Linked DNA regions of Mus musculus: region 1 is linked to region 2. Evidence: chromatin contacts called from public HiChIP or PLAC-seq data. All regions are on one chromosome and are shown on one strand. The core of a region is the stretch at or near the end of the contact, and the rest is flanking DNA. Distances in the headings are between cores, read along the strand shown. Region 1 holds the start of St8sia4 (ST8 alpha-N-acetyl-neuraminide alpha-2,8-sialyltransferase 4). Region 2 has its middle 71 kb from the start of 4930440C22Rik.

Evidence for each region. HiChIP or PLAC-seq counts read pairs in DNA pulled down with a chosen protein or histone mark.
Region 1: a contact with region 2 is called in an H3K4me3 HiChIP or PLAC-seq map of pro-B cells, with 3 times the contacts expected there. The contact joins the promoter of St8sia4 here to the enhancer-like site in region 2. A contact is called at or near these places in 6 of 39 promoter capture datasets (the 3T3-L1 cell line, 3T3-L1-derived adipocytes, the C10 cell line and 3 more), 1 of 15 datasets of contacts at CTCF or cohesin (large pre-B cells), 1 of 484 Hi-C or Micro-C datasets (the G1E-ER4 cell line) and 6 of 115 datasets of contacts at active chromatin or transcription factors (the 230-238 cell line, bone marrow-derived macrophages, embryonic forebrain and 3 more).

What each region holds. Positions count from the first base shown.
Region 1 is chr1:95,664,779-95,670,258 of GRCm38.p6, reverse strand. St8sia4 (ST8 alpha-N-acetyl-neuraminide alpha-2,8-sialyltransferase 4) reads left to right here and starts at 2,665. Exons shown (of 5, transcript NM_009183.2): 1 at 2,665-3,110. The coding sequence starts at 2,998. It overlaps Gm30431 (predicted gene, 30431), which reads right to left and starts at 2,558. Exons shown (of 4, transcript NR_166710.1): 1 at 2,103-2,558.
Region 2 is chr1:94,865,721-94,871,190 of GRCm38.p6, reverse strand. No RefSeq gene overlaps it. Among named protein-coding and RNA genes, the nearest start is that of 4930440C22Rik, 71 kb to the right of the region's middle. Within about 2 kb of position 2,105, at least 2 of the 459 cell types and tissues checked have an H3K27ac peak or open chromatin away from gene starts, as enhancers often do. A contact at or near this core is called in pro-B cells, where this site is marked.

The sequences.
Region 1 (5,480 bases), core at 1,416-3,915, 800 kb before region 2:
GAAAACAAAGTTATAAAAAGTGAGACCAGACAACTGCTAATTGACTCCATAGAACTGTCACTCAAAGAATAGGAGGGCCTATGTGGTTTTTTGTTTTGATTTTGGTGTGTGTGTGTGTTTGTGTGTGAATGTGTGTGTGTGTGTTTGTGTGTGTGTGTGTGTGTGTGTGTGTACATGTATTTTATTGTGTGGATCAGAGGACCACTTGCAGACATCCATGCTATGTTTCTACCATGTGAATCCTAAGGATTCAACTCCTTTGTTAGGACTGATGGTGAGTAAATTTACCAGCAAAGTCTCAGTGGCCTGAGCCTGGTTTATGAATTCCATAGCATAATTTTGAGAGAGAGAAGAAAACATGCTACATGGATGCAGTGGTGTGTGTGTGTGTGTGTGTGTGTGTGTAATTTTAACATCTCAAAAGACTCTGTGATAAGAAATAGTAATAGAACAATAAAACGCTTAGGCTGAGACAAGAGTCTACACACAATTAAAATGTGAGCCTTAAGAAATTAAAATGGTTCTTACAAACGGAGGTGTTTCTGAACAGCACAATTGAAAAAGATATATCTCACAAGACAATCTTCAAGTTGAGTTTTACAAATTGAAGATTATTTAACTGATAGTCTGTAAGTGGTAGTTAATTGTAAAAGGTTCATGCTTGCTTACAAACCATTACACTGTATGCAAAAGAATAGTATTGCCAATTACCCAAGCCAGCCGATATTGAAGAATTGAGAATAATGATGATAGATTTCCTGATCTGGGAGAAATTTCACTCATTTATGACTCTGCATTCTAGCTAAAGTCAAAGTCTTTTGTGATTAGACATGTATTATATTTGGTTCTATGTATGGAAACATAAGCAAAGGTCAATATATAAAAACAAAAGGTTTTTAAAGTTGGGCATTTACCTGAGAGAAAATGAACTAATAGAGGAAAAAATGAAAATGATATTTTCTGCATGTGAACATGATATTTTTTCTTGCAACAAACAGCATTTTTATACACCCCAGCCAATACCACTTCCCTTTAACCCATGAGAAACTGTTTTATTTTTCTCCCTGCTGCTACTTGAGAAGTCTGTGTAACTAAAATGCATTAAGGTAAGCAGGATTTGCGTGGACATCAATCCACTGGAAAGGCTCCCAGCAGGCCACTTGTAATGTCAATAAAGACTCATAATTGCTTGCTCCTTGATGCATTTTAGACTTGGCTCTTTGGTTGCCTGTCCTGCAGAGATTAGGTTCTCAAAACTTAGGAGACTTAACTTCCTAAACCTTGAATAGAAACTGACACACATAAACAGGGTCTTATACTAAGCTCTGTTGGTTTACTTTTAAAGACCTCAGCAGCTAGGCAAAGGTTCTAGAACCTCGGGTTTTAAGCAAGGGTCATGTCTTTCTACTTAATGCTGCTCCTTGAGTCACTCTGAATTCTTCCTAAGTCCAAGGATACCCAAATCCTGGTGGTGAGCCTTCTCATTTGCTGATGTGGAAAGTGCAAACTTAATGGGCTAATGGACTAGCAAAGGTACTGCTCAGTGAAGGAGCAGGAAGTCAGACTTCAGAGCCTCTGGAATCCTGGGGCCAAGGCACACAGATAGGAAGGAGTCTGGTTTCCAGGCTCTGTCTCCTGCTGAGGAAGCATGTAGATGTTAGGTGTGATAAGCCTGAGCAGTCAGCTCTCTTGAATGTGCCAGAAACTAGGAATGGAGAGGTGCTCAGCTAGAATACTCAGAAAGCGCGCCAGCTGCACAATACAATAGAAGTAAAAAAAAAAAAAAAAAAAAAAAAAAAAAAAAAAAAAAAAAGGTAGGCGGGAAGAGGGGTGAAAATCAGAGCCCAATACACTTCAGTTGGATTTTCAAGAGGAGCCTGCCTTTCCTGCTTTTTACCCTTCCTTTCTTCTTCCCTAGGATTACGAATGTGTTGGTGGGTGTGCCGGAGGACGCTGCCTTTTCTCAGAATTCTGGTCTCAGCAGTGAAGTTTAAATGGCATTGGATTTGCCTTCACTTCGTGAGGAGTTTCCAAACGACAACGCGTGGGTCACAGAAGTGTCCATAATGTTCGTAAGGATGCCTCCGACTTCACTTGCTTACCTCAAGCTTCAAGCTGGGATCCTCATTACCCATCCACTCTGCGGGCGAGATCAGCTCATCAGCTCCTGTGAATAATCGTATTTTCCAGACAGAGTTGTGCACTGAATAATGAACGTTCCCCTTCCACTTCCCTGTTGGATTTCACTGTGCTTCGGTCGGGTTTATTCGCCCGTGCGTTTACGTATGTTTAGCAAACACGCTTTGAATGATAGGCTGCTTTCTCGAGCTATCCTTATCCCTAGCCATTGCGTTCCTCTGGTGGGATGAGTCTCATCTTTCTCAGATGAGATGAATGCTGGTGTCGAAGCTGGCGGATCTGGAGCCTTGACGTTTGGGCGTCCTAGGAGATAGTGTGGTTCTGTGTGTGTCTGTGGTTTGGGGGCATGTGCGCAAGAACGCGTCCGCGTGCGACTGTGAGCTTCCTCCACCCGGCATAGTGCAGACCGAGCTCACAACGACTCTCCGAGCAGCCGCCAGTAACGCAAGGCAACAGCAGCCTCCGCCCCCTCAGCACGGTGATTGGCTGGCCTTGCTTATCGTTTCCCTGCTACGGCGAGGAAAGGGCCAGTGACGCCCCCGAGCCCAGCTGCAGAAGAAACCGCCACCTCCAATGCACAAGGTGTCACATTTGAAAAGAAACCTGAGCCCCAGGGAGGCGGCGCAGAGCGACCCGGGCCCGGTAAGCGCTAACTGCGCGGCAGGGAGCTGGGCAGCGCTGGAGAACCGGGAGAGCTCCACCGCTGAACATCCTAGCGACCTGATTCTGGGATCTCGGCTCCACGCTCCCTTCGCAATTTTCAGATTTCTCCCCCTTGATTATCATCCCAAAACGGAGCCTTTATACCAGGAGAAGGTGCCTGAGCTGGGACAACCAGGACTTTCCCGGGCACCCAAGATGCGCTCAATTAGAAAACGGTGGACCATCTGCACTATAAGTCTACTCCTGATCTTTTATAAGACAAAAGAAATAGCCAGAACTGAGGAGCACCAAGAGACGCAACTCATCGGGTAAATGCATGTTCAAGGATATGACACCAAATCAAGCCATAGTGAAGTGTGCTTAGAGCCGGGAGAGTGACGTTTTTGGAGTGCTGTGTGTATTGGTTTGGGCGTGCTTGTGCAGAGTGTCATGAATTAAATAACAAAGGCTCTTTGGAGGTGTGTGTGCATGTTTCCCATGCTGGTTCTAGGATGAGTTTAACTTGCCCTGTGCAATGGTGGTGGTGGTGGTGGTGGTGGTGGTGGTGGTGGTGGTGGTGGTGGTGAAAGATGTATTGGCACAGGGTGCAGCTCACCAAAGAAGTCACTGCAGAAGTGTCAACAAAGAACGAGTGCCCTTGTCAGTTTAACGCTTGAGCAGAATTCAGAGATGTCTTTACTCCTCAAGCCTTCTCTTTCTTTCTTTCCTTCTGTGTCCCGCCAGTCTATGAGGACACCATAAAAAGCGGCGTTCTCCAAAGTTTATGGTCACAGAAGTGAAGTGGGTCTTTACTCTTTTTTGTTTGTTTTTGTTGGGGGAGGGGACGCCTGTAAGATCTATTTTCTTTCTTTCTTTCTTTCTTTCTTTCTTTCTTTCTTTCTTTCTTTAAGTTAGACATTTCAGTATCAATAAGGAAAATTCCTTATTCACTCCTCTACGTATAAAACTCCCGGGTTTCATGGTTACAGTTTTAGAAGGGAACTGGGAACTGCGCCTTTACAGACCATATCTGCTCTTTTTTTTTGAGTTTGTCAAGATGTGATCAAAATCTCCGCCCCATTAAGTTCTGTAAATATCTCACTTCCTTCCTCTCTCCCCTGGCTTCTCTGCCTTTGAAGTCTATCCGGGAGCAGAGCGAGCGATTTGTAACTTCTTGTCTCTGACAAGGCTTGGAAGCGCACATCTGAGGATATGGCCCTGTTGTCAACTCTGTTAAAAGTCCTGTTTCGGAAATCCTCCCAAGTCCGGAGCTTTCCACAGTCGGAAACTGCACTGGCTGAGATTTCCTTCTGTTTTTACATTGTCTCTGGCATCTTTGAAACGAAGAAGGATGCTTTGGCATTTTTGTGTGTGCGCGGTTTTGTGTGGGGGGCGGGGCAGAGAGCTTCTCAAACACACACTAGGAAACTTTACGCAGCTCTTTTCTTAATATCCCCGCTCCTCTCTGAGTAATCAGTCACAATGAAGTGAGTAAGACGCAGGTGTATCCTCCCGGAAGGACTTGCTATTCTGCATAAAGCTAATAGTACTAGGCTCAAAGGGGACTCTAGGAGAAAGGAACACTAATAAGGAGTGGGCCGAATGGTCCTTATGCTTCAACAAACCTATTCAAGGTTTGTATGAGAGGAAAAATAAATACATACATACATAAATAAAAAGAATTAGGTGAAGTCGTTTACCTAGAAGTGGATGGTTGGAAAATCCATGTCAATGGTGGAAAAGAAAAATTGGGAGGGGTGTGAATAAACCCAGCAGACCTGTTTTTGCCAGGCAGACAAAGGGGTCTTGAAGGTGGTGAACCCGCGCGTGGGAACTCCTGGGAGAGGCGGAGGCTGGGGCTTGCGAATCGAGGCTCTTTGTTCCCTTCAGAACTGATTGGGTTCCAAGGAGCCGGCGCTTAGACAAAGCGGCCAAGCTTCTACAGGACTCCAGTGGTTTGGGACCCTAGCGAGCAGGAGTGGGCGTGGTGATGAACACTATGTCCAAACCCTGCAAAGGAGTCATTCCCTTGCTCGGATAAATTGCCTCCAGGAAGGAGGCCTGTATCCCGGGTGCCCCAAAGGAAAATATCAGATCCAGGACACTCCACGTTTCACAGTGACATTTATTCTCTGGCCTTTTTGGAAATCAAGGGAGGGTCTGCACAGCCCTGGCATCAGAGGAGCTGCAGCCCCACAGTCACACAGCGACTGGGTTAGCTCTACTGAGCTGTGCCTCCGCACCCTTTGCAAGCTGAGCTGCCAGTTCTTTCTTCCCAGTTCCTATGAGAAGGCTTGAGGCCAGCGCTTGAGTTATCAAAACAGGAAGAGAGGTGTACCGGGTGCCGTGCTGGTGTCTACCCTTTCTTCTACAAGAACTAGTAGTCAGAGCAGGATAATGAGAAGACTGGTGTGTGTGTGTGTGTGTGTGTGTGTGTGTGTGTGTGTGTGTGTGTGTGTGTGTGTGTGTTTCGTGTGTGTTTCGTGTGTGTTTCGTGTGTGAGCATCATTTCAGAAAGAAGTAAGCCTGCCTTCATTTGTGACAGTCAAGCAAACAAACAAACAAAAAAATTCACATTCAAAGCTCCTCCTCTTTAATTAAAGCCCGCAACTGCAGCTTTTTTGAACAAGGCAGAGACAGGGTTGTGGAGACAGTCCTCACCCACGTGCTGGAGAAATCCTGACTGCTCTGGGCTTCCA
Region 2 (5,470 bases), core at 856-3,355:
TGTCTTTGCAAATTTATTTTACATATCTCTTTTGTAGGTATTGAAACAGGAATTTTAATACACAAAACAGAACATTCGAGTGATTGTTTCTGTCTCTTAAGGAAATCATCATCCAAACAGTATAATGCCCATTGTTAATCTGAGTTTAAAAAACAGAATTCAGGTACACATAAAGACAAAAACAAATAAGTTCTCTGACTTTAATACCTGACAATATTAGTTTTGAAAGTTAATCTCAATGCAGCAGTATTAAGAAATTGGCACTTAATTACCTCCTTCCCTGTAAGTGGAATGATCTCTTTTTAAAATATCAAAAGCACAAAACATTTGGTGTGTGTGTGTGTGTGTGTGTGTGTGTGTGTGTTTGTGTGCAGGCATGCATGTGTGCATGCACGCGTGTGTGTTTTTTCTCTCTTCTGTTTGATGACATTTAAAAATGTGCTGTATTGGGAGCCAACCAGTTGTCACTACTACGATCTTGGACGTCTACCTCCCATAACTGTAAGAGTTATGTTTGTTTATAAATTTAATGGTCTGTAGTATTTTATAATAGCAGCACAAATGTGAAAGTTAAAACATTAAAAGTAATAACAAGCAAAATTGAGTAAGATAATAATGAAATCAATAAAACTTGAAAGAAAATCATGAAAGAAAGACAGACCAGTAAACTAACTTCCAAGAGGAAGCAGATTGCTCTCCCAGTGTTGGTTGATAAAAGAGTTTAGATGTTATGATGAGGATCTTGGTATAAAGTGGCAGACTAGAAGTCACATTTGAGGATCTGATGGCAATAAAGTTGCCATATAATATTAATAGATCCTAATCTTAAAAGAAAATAGAAATACATGTTGTTGTTGTTTTTTTCTGCCATGAAACCAAGCTAGCATTCCTGAACACATAATAAAGTTCAAACCAGAGTAATGTGTTCACAGTTACAAGAAGTATAAAGAGACAGTATAGACTCTAGATGCTCAAGCCAGAGGATGGGTGTGTAGCTTATATGAAAATGAGACCTGAAGAGGAATAGGCTTTGGGAAAGAACCCACACTGGAACTTTGCCTGAACAAGTTGTACTAGAGACATGTGGTAGAACTTGAATCAAGGTCCCAATGCATGTAATGAAGACCCCCAGACAGAGCAGGATGTGGCAACTATAAGCAGAAGAGTGATACAGGAGTCTGGCACTGAGAGAGTCTCAATATCCTTCCCAAGAGGATGAATTACATAGTTACAGAACTTGGTTAAGTGGTATAATAGGTAAGAAGAAAGGGTTAATGTAGGTAGATGGCCCCTCCGAACCTCAGTCACAGAAAACCTTTCCTATGAAATCTAATCATTAAAATACCAGAGACAAGATTCCTATGTGGAGATGGCAGTCTCAGATTTAAGCACAAAGCAGGAGTCACTCATGGGAAATCCTTCTAATTAGGAAAAACACACACACTAGTTGGAATTATTGAGACTAGCAGCCCCAACCACAGCCTATGAAGATTAATAAAAAATTATAAAGATTAAAAGAAAAAAACATATTGTTGTTCCACCTATAGGGTTGCAGACCCCTTTAGCTCCTTGAGTACATTCTCCAGCTCCTCCACTGGGGACCCTGTGATCCATCCAATAGCTGACTGTGAGCATCCACTTCTGTGTTTGCTAGGCCCGGGTATAGCCTCACAAGAGACAGCTATATCAGGGTCCTTTCAGCAAAATCTTGCTAATGTATGCAATGGTGTTAAAAAAAAGAAAAGAAAAAAAGGAAGAAAGAAAGAAAGAAAGAAAGAAAGAAAGAAAGAAAGAAAGAAAGAAAGAAAGAAAAATGAACTAAAGAAAATATTTCCCGTGGCCAATGTGAAATGTAATCCTACCATTGGTCATAACAGACACCAATATTTTACACTGTCATAGTTTTAAAATTAAAACTTAAATATAAATTGATAATTTAATTCTCACTTGTACTAACCACAATTCAAACACTTATATAGTCCTTAAGTCTAATCACTACCATACTAGTTGGTTCCAGATCAGATCTTTAAAAACAATATGAAAATACCTCTAGTATTTCAAGAGAAAATAACAATAACTGTGTAGGTACTTCAAAGACTGCAAGAGGGAACCAAGAAAGAGGAAGTGGCTTTCTGTTGTCATACAGAATCTGAATAAGCCACAATATTGACAGCTTAAAAAAAAGAAAGAAAGAAAGAAAGAAAGAAAGAAAGAAAGAAAGAAAGAAAAAGGAAAATCCATGGGAATGAAAAAGGGAGTATGATCCCAACTAAGAAGAGACAATAATTGATATCATAATACATCTGTTTCATTTTATTTTTAATATCAACAATCACATTTTAAATATTTAAACTTGTCCTTTGTTGTTCAACTGTTAGTTTTTAATATTCATCTTGCTATCGTTTCTTTTGATAGTCTACTACTTATACCTCTAGCACATATACATTCCTCCTCATTCTTATCTTACTTCTTTGTTTCCTTATTTCACATTCTATATTTTTGTAAGTTTTGGTACCGTTTGCTCTAAAATGAAATGTATATAAAATACATATTCTCTAAGAGATGCTCTGGTGCTGCTATTTCTGAATCCTATTTGACAGAGAAGTGCAATCATAAAAGTTTCTACTGCAAGTTAACTCAAGGGCTTCTGTGAAATCATTAAACTCGTTATTGATGTTCACCTTCACCCTAAATAGCAACAGAAAACTGCAGAGAAGAAAGATCACTAGTCAGGAAGTCTAGCTGAGTGGTGAGCTCTTGACCCAATGAAAGATGTAGATGAAAGTGTAGAGAGTAATAGTGAAAAACGCCTGATGTCAACAAGTACATGAATGCACTACACATACACACACACACACACACACACACACACACACACACACACACAACATAAGAGAAAACAATCCACTATTATATTTCTAAAACCTCTAATGCTGAAAAATAAAAATCATTGAAAATAAAAAAAATAAAGTTCTACTTTAAAGAGGAGTAATGATTATGTCTTAAGCAGAAAAAAAAAATGAAGGAAAGGGATCAATCAAAGTCACAGGGAAGAAAGTTACCAGAGGGGATAAATGGTCAGTACATGGAGAAGTTATTCAACACATGAAAGGAAAATTTAGCCAAGAAATTCTTAGAATAAATTTAAATGAGGATGTAACTTTCCAGACCCTCTTAGACACAGCACCAAGGAAGTTCTGAGGGAGAAGGTTTAGAATATAACAGCTTATAAAGAGATCTCAAATAAATAGCATAATGGCACAGACCCAGATTCTAAAAACAATAAGAATCAATAAACTGAACATAAATACAGTAGGTGACAAAAAATACAGAATAACTGAGAATATATACAATTAAAAAATAAATACTTTATTATTTGAAAACATAAACAAAGGTAGACCAATCCCTAGTTAGAGTAACCAAAGAAGCAAAGAAAGAAACAAGGAAAGAAACAGAGAAACAAAGTACAGTTAAAATGTAACTGACAGGGTTGTTTTAATAAGAATGGCTCCAAAGGTTTATATATTTGAATGCTTGGGTATCATGGCATGGCACTGCTGGAGAAAGATTAGGACAAAGATTAGGATGGAGGAAGTGTCTCATGGAGGTGGGATTTGAGGGTTCAAAAGCTCAAGCTAGTCTCAGCACCACTCTCTTCCTGCTGCCTGCAGATCCATAGAACTCTCAGCAACCTCTCCAGATCCATAGCTGCCTGCATGCTGCCATGTTCCCTGCCATGATGACAATGGACCAAACCTCTGAAATCATAAGCAAGCCCCCAATTAAATGATTGTTTCCTATGGTCATTGTGTATCACTTCATAGCAATAGAGCACTGAATAAGACACACACATGCACACACACACACACACACACACACACACACACACACACACACAAATTAATTAACCAGTTAAATGTAATTTTTAAAACATATTTTTAAAAAACCCTAAACTAAAACTAAAGCTCTAGGTTAACACATGATTCAGCTGTTACCACTGATTACCAAAGGACTCTGAATATAGGAATACTTGAAAGCATCGTGATTATTAATGATCAATTCTCGCCCTGTGTGGCCCTGCACCAACCCAGAACTTTCCATGGAGGTCTCATTAGCTGGAAGACCCTCTCCATGTATTACAGCTAAACCTTGAACCTCACAGTAACCAGAATCATGTGTGGAATATTATTCTTTACAAATTGTCTCCCATGAGATATTCATGTACTCTAGCAGAAAATGAACCCATCCCTTCCTAAAACGTGTATAGCTAAACTATCTTAGTTGCATAACAGGAATGTTAAAGTGAGAGGGTATATATGAGAGAAGCTGGTAAAACCCTCAGCATGTCGTGAGGTCAACCATGAGTAGTAAAGACTAATGAAGACAAGTGGAGGCAAGAAATACGGAAGAGAGAGTCTAAGAGATTATCTGAACTTCCCGGGTCCATGGGGACCAACACAGAAAAAAAGCACCGATGGCCAAGGTACCAGCTCCATTCAGCAATATATTCCAATTTCTTCATTAGAGTAGTTTCATTTTGGTATTAGTTCTAGTGTTTATCATCTACCAATAGCTTTTTCAAGGAAACCTTTAAAAGAAGGTGAAACTGTCTCAGTGGAGGCGGATGCAGAGGCATGAGAATGGCTCATCCTCACATCTCATGCCCTCTATGGTCCCACAAAAAAGCAATTTCTTGAATTTTTTCTTCAATTATTGTCAGTCCTTCATTGAGATAATAAGGGTTGTGGATGGAGTGACCCCCACATGAGAGCGTTTATAACCAACTTCATTCTGCATCCTCTTTCAGACCCTCAGAGGCAGAGCCAGTGATCACTACTAGGGTGATGAGAGAGCATGTTACTGAAGTTGCCAACAGGGGAAAATGGAGTGTGTGTGTGTGTGTGTGTGTGTGTGTGTGTGTGTGTGTGTATCTGCTACTTCTTATTTTTATGAAAATTCTATAAAATATAAATAACTGCTAAATAAACTTGTAGACTGGAAAGGGGGGATTTGTTTTGTATGCAGAGAGACTTCACAAAGTTGAGTCTATAGATGCTAAGGCTTTCTTTGGTCTGAGAAATGCAAATCTGCTTCACTTCATTGTTGCCCAGAAACCAGCTTCCTTTCCTTTCTCCTTTGCAAGGAGTAGAAGGTAAGCTTACTTGGCAGGCTTAGTCTCTGTCTTGTTTATAGGAGCAGAAAAGTATCAATGCTAAATGTATCCAACTGTCACAGTCACATTGCCAAGAAAAACTGTTTTGTTTTAAGTGAATATTTGTTTTATTTCTTTCAACTAACTATATCAAGTGTTTTTGGGGGGAGGTGGGGCAGTGGAAGAAACAGAAATCAGTAGTATCTGAATTTATGAATATTATTCGTAGACACAACAAGGTCCTGCTTACCACATAATTTAAACATAATGTAATGAAATATTAATGCAAAAGCAATTTTCTTTTAGAAATATATACTT